Linked DNA regions of Danio rerio: region 1 is linked to region 2. Evidence: chromatin contacts called from public Micro-C data. All regions are on one chromosome and are shown on one strand. Each heading gives the region's core, a stretch centred on a gene start, on an enhancer-like site or on the middle of the called end of the contact. The rest is flanking DNA. Distances are from core to core; before and after follow the strand shown. Region 1 holds the start of mafba (MAF bZIP transcription factor Ba). Region 2 overlaps dhx35 (DEAH-box helicase 35).

What was found. A called contact is a pair of places that touch in the nucleus more often than the background predicts.
Region 1: a Micro-C map of caudal fin shows a contact between it and region 2, with 4 times the contacts expected there. The contact joins the promoter of mafba here to the enhancer-like site in region 2. A contact is called at or near these places in 1 of 18 Hi-C or Micro-C datasets (caudal fin) and 1 of 4 datasets of contacts at active chromatin or transcription factors (caudal fin).

The regions. Positions count from the first base shown.
Region 1 is chr23:3,420,573-3,423,377 of GRCz12tu, reverse strand. mafba (MAF bZIP transcription factor Ba) reads left to right here and starts at 1,537. Exons shown (of 1, transcript NM_131015.3): 1 at 1,537-2,805. The coding sequence starts at 1,887.
Region 2 is chr23:3,272,182-3,274,943 of GRCz12tu, reverse strand. All of the region lies in intron 17 of dhx35 (DEAH-box helicase 35), which reads right to left. The region is part of intron 1 of LOC141380617 (a long non-coding RNA gene); the gene reads left to right. Among named protein-coding and RNA genes, the nearest start is that of mafba, 150 kb to the left of the region's middle. Within about 2 kb of position 1,488, at least 7 of the 62 cell types and tissues checked have an H3K27ac peak or open chromatin away from gene starts, as enhancers often do. A contact at or near this core is called in caudal fin, where this site is marked.

The DNA.
Region 1 (2,805 bases), core at 288-2,787, 150 kb before region 2:
TCGTATTAAAGTTTAATTTTTTTGAGTATCGCTTGAATGGCCTGAAGTTTTATTTACTTAAACAGCAAGACGTATTGAGTCGCTTTTGTTGTCAGGAGAATTTCTGTAGCTGATTCTTAAGGTTAACTCTTGATGTCTCATCAAAAAGGCGATATAATAATTACATATTATAAAAAAGAGATCATAAAAATTAATCTTGCGTTTAGAGACGGTGATACTTTGGAGTGAAAGAATTGCTGTATTTAATCAGGTACAATAAAAGTAAGGTAAATAAAAAAGAAATAAGTGGACTTTGAAAAATGAATAAGAGCATTATACTGCGGTAATATTAATTACATTTTGTTAATTAAAATAGCTTATATCTTGTTTGAATTAATAAATCCTACTTGATATTGTGTGATATTAGTGACTTGAGCAAAACAAATATTCAAATGGCTTAAAACGCAAAGCTGCAATCAGCCCCGCTTTGACAAATGCAGAAGAAGAAAAAAAAAACACTCGTTAACTTAACGCATCGTGCATCGTTTACGCAACTCTAAAGTTAAAGGCTCTAGTATTTATTTACAGGTAAACTCACTTATTTTACATTCATATCGCCCTACATAACAGTAGAGCAGCAGCTGCGCTGGAGATGAGCGCTCAGGTGAGCGCGCAGTGAGCAGATGTGCCACATGAGGGCAGCGTTGGGCGAGTTTTCGTGAATCAAGCGTCACCAGGAGCGCAATACCAGTCCCTAAACTTAACCCGTCCTACTGAAAATCCAAAAGTCAATAAACATCACAACAACACATCAAAATCACGAGTAACGCGCGTTCTCATCCATGTAAAACGTGGTTATTATTAATGCATATTTATGCGTTCTTAACAATCATGACTTTGAATTTCTCCCTGATCTTTCATTATTTATTTTTTATGTCTACGCTAACAAAATCTTTTGATATGGTATTAACTTACATATTTATTTCGTTGAGCAGTTTTGTCAATGGATAAAGATTTACAGAGATTTAAAAGACATGTTTTGAAGTAGGCTATCGCGCATATGAGGGTTGATGTAACAACCTGCTGCTGCATGTAACAGACCGATATCTATTTATATTAAAACTCATACGTCATATAGAGGGTTTGTATTCATTTTAAAGCTCTACTAAAGTTATGCTTTGGAGTCTTAAACCTATATGTTTTGTTTTACAACTCACACAAAGGGAACAGATTTTAATGCAAGCGTATAAATGGAACAAAACTTTTTCTCTCTCTCTCTCTAAAAGAAACGTCTTGATTAAAATGTGCCCAATTAATGTACGCGTTTGACTTTTTCAACAGTACAGACAAACGGCTCCTCGTTAGGCGCGCACATCCAATCAGTCAATACACGAAATACCACTCTCGCTTTCTTCATCCCGTCAGCTGACAGCACACAAACAACCATCATTATGCTAATTCTACAAATCTGACTGGTCGCCAGCCCCTTCTGACGTCACGCGCGCGCAGGCTATAACAGCGGAGAGCGGTCTGGCGTCCTGCTACAGTCTGAATACTCAGGAGTGAGTGCGAGCTCAAATTCTCTGCGGTGCAGAGCTGGAAAAACACAGCACCCTTCCACCCCAACGCTGCTTCACTGGCTTAAGGACATATTTTGGAGTATCCGGGATCGGGACGGGAGCCCTCCTCCGGTACTCATTTTTATCTTTTATTTATGTTTTGAGTTGAAGTGCTGCGACGGGACATTGAGCGCGCGAGAGACTTGACTTTCTCCAGCGCCGCGAGTAGACTCCAAAGACTGCAGCTGTCGAGCTCTGCGCGTCCATATGAGGCAGATGTCTTTCGCGGTGCATTAGTCCTGAAAGTTTTTGGCTTTCTGTTGTTCGAGCACAATCGAGTGACACTGTATGCTCCAGCGCTCGAGCGCGCCGCGGTCGGAGACCCATCAAGAACATTGCATGCGCAAAGAGAGGGGAGAAAAAACGCCAAAGTCTGGTTTTCCCAACACTTTGCTAAAGAACAGGGGCACGATGAGCGCCGATCTCGCCATGGGGCCCGAGCTGCCCACCAGCCCGCTGGCGTTGGAATATGTCAATGACTTTGATTTAATGAAATTCGAGGTAAAGAAAGAGGCCATGGCGGCGCACGACCGCGCCAATATACGGCAGTGCAACCGCCTCCAGCCGCAGGGCTCCGTGTCCTCCACTCCTATCAGCACCCCGTGCAGCTCCGTGCCGTCCTCCCCGAGCTTCAGCCCCACAGAACAGAAGAACCACCTGGAGGAGCTGTACTGGATGCCCAGCGGCGCGTACCCGCAGCAGATCGACCCGCAGACGTTAAGCCTCACGCCCGAAGACGCGGTGGAGGCTCTGATCGGTGCCACGGCCCACGGGCACCCGCCGCCCCCTCACGTGCAGCAGCAGCTGCAAGCTGGAGCGTTTGATGGATACAGGGGCGCGCATCACCACCACGGCCACGCGCAGCAACAGCAGCAACAGCAGCCGCAGCACCATCACCATCAACACCAGTACGGCGCGATCCCCCATCACCCCGACGACCTGTCGGGTCACCCCGGCGCTCACGGCCACCACCCCCACCATCACCACCACCACCACCACAGCCAGGATCCCGACAGCCCTTCTCCTACCTCGCCCGAGCAGCTCCACCACCGCCACCACCACCATCACCACCCGCACGGCCACCCGGGTCAGCAGGGTCACCACGGCGTGGGGGGCGGCCTGAACGTGGAGGACCGCTTCTCCGACGACCAGCTTGTGACCATGTCCGTACGGGAGCTCAACCGACACCTGCGGGGCTTCACCAAGG
Region 2 (2,762 bases), core at 239-2,738:
AGGCAAGACACACATCTCTTTGAAATCAGAATTCAAAACTCTTGAAGTACTTTCCATATTGTAAGCCTAGTGCTTCAGTAGTTTAGATGGGCGTTCTCCAACTAGTTCTTCACTTTCAAGTGAATTTAACATATGATTTACATTTTTCGTAGGCTATGTTACAAACCAAATTTCAAGAGTTTACACTTAGCTGATGATTGATAATAAAGCGTGTTTGGCAAGAGCTCAGAATATCCTCGAGCTCGGGGCTCCCACCCGTTTGAAGGTGAGAGGAGAGTTTGAGCTCAGGTAGGTCCAGAGAACTCCCCTGCTTGTGAACGTGCTGAGATGTATCTGGCTAAGAGTTGTCTTAAGATGCTATTTTGAAGTCAATTTACTTACGGTGCATGTCAAACGGTGGGAGGAAACCAGTAAACCTGGGGAAAACCCATGCAAACACTGGGAGAACATGCACAGAAACGCCAAGGAGAGGGGCAGAACCAGCGGCGTTCTTGCTGTGAGCCAACAGTGCCAACCACTGGGCCGCTGTGCCACCCTATAAGAGAAGGGGAGGAGTAGGGGTGGAAGGGGGGATTCTCAAGACGAAGATGACTAGAGTAGAAAGCTCTGGTTGTTTATAGTGTGTCAGTATTCATCTGCAATATACAGAGCTGATGCGGTACCAGCTGTGTTCAATCATAAGCGCGCAATCCTCTTGAAATTAGTTTATAAATAAACCGCACTTGTGGATTTATTAATTTTCCTTTATTCATCACAGTCCCTTTATTCATCAAGGGACGCCACAGCAAAATGAACCACCAACTTATCCAGCATAGGTTTTACACAGCGAATGCCCTTCCAGCTGCAACCCAGTACTGGGAAACATACACTATGGCCAATTTAGTGTGTTCAATTCAGCTATACGGCTTTACCCACATGTCCTTGGACTGTAGGGGAAAACAGAGCATCAACACACAACAACACAGGGAGAACATGCAAACTCCACACATGAAAGCTATCTGACCCAGCCGGGACTCAAACCAGTGACCTTCTTTCTGTGAGGTGACAGTGCTATCCTCTGAGCCACCGTGTCACCAAATTTGTGGATTAATATTATTATTCTTTGAATTGTTGATTGATTGTGCACATAATCCTGCACCAAGCAAGTCTATGCCACCGTTGTTGGTAAGGCTTCTCAAAGAAACATCAACATTTCTATAACGCCACAGTGTTTACACTTTTCAGGGAAGCTAGGATAGGATAACATTTTAACTTTGAAAGAAAAAACACCCTTCCCCTTTAACCTACTTGTGTTTATTTACTGTAAAACTGTGCGGTTAATACTTGCCAAATGTCTGCTTACACACTCAACTCCAGTTGCCCGGTTAGTTTCCATACCTTTGAAATCACACCCAAGTGTATGTATGTATATGCAAGCATTCCTTCAGGCAGCCCCTCTACAGATGTAGTATTACGGGAAAGCCTGCCGTGCTAAATGGAAAGGAAAGGAGGATGGGAGAGGAAGACTGCTCTCCGATTGATCGGCCGCTCTTCTGTTGGGGGAGGGAATCGCTCCGCTCTAAACTGAGCCGGGGAATGTGAACAGCAATATTACTCATTACACATGATATCCTAAAATGGCTAATTATTGTGACCAATTACCAGGCTAATTTACCAATTATCCATGTGAGCAATCTATTGGCTGAGAAAATCAATAGCCGCTCTCAACTGCAAAAGATAGATGGCTCATGCAGCCTTTCTCTTTCTTCCGTCTCTCTTGCCTGTTCTCTCCGGGCCATGAACCAATCAGTGAGCTAAGTGCAACTATGGCAAATAACACTTGGTGCTGTCTAATGGATCTAGAGCCAATTAAAAGGCTTGGGGAATTTAATGCGTAGTTTGCTGTCTGGAGAGAAGAGTCTGGATTTAAAGAAACAGGTCACTCAAAACAGAAAATTCCACCATTATTTACTAACCCGCATGTCATTTTGAACCCATATTGTGCTGTTTTTCAAAGGCAACACAAAAACATTTTAACAGGTCTGTTCATATGACCGTTCAAAGTAACCCTATCTGTGAAGCCGGTGCTTTGCTTTCAGTAATGCCAATGCAATCTCACGGCTATTCATAACATTTTAATGTAATAACTATCAAAAATGATTCATTTGAGAGTTCATTTGTATATTTTAGGGTGCTTTCACACTAGCACTTTTGGTCCGCACCTGGGTTCATTTGAAATCAGAGTACGACACCTGTACCCAAGTCTGCCTGAAAGAGGTGGTCTGGGGTAGGGTTCACACAAACTCTGGTCTGGTTCACTACTAGTATAAATGCAATCCTACCAAATAACGAAAGTGAACCACCAACAGTACAACAAACTTTCATTTTCATAATGTTCATTCGTGTGTCTGTGTATCACGTACTGCACCTTGCTGACAAGCTGGACTGAGCAAACACAGTGATAATGTCTGCTTGTAGACATCGCGTTATGTTCTGAACGTTTATAATATTTTTTCAGTGGCGCAGTAGGTAGTGCTGATGCTTCACAGCAAGAAGGTCGCTGGGTCACTGGTTCGACCCTCGACTCAGTTGGCGTTTCTGTGTGGAGTTTGCATGTTCTCCCCCTGCGTTCACGTGGGTTTCTTCGGGTGCTCCGGTTTCCCCCACAGTCCAAAGCCATGCAGCACAGGTAAATTGGGTAGGCTAAATTGTCCGTAGTGTATGAGTGAGTGTGTGATGTTTGCCAGAGATGGGTTGCAGCTGGAAGGGCATGCGCTGCGTAA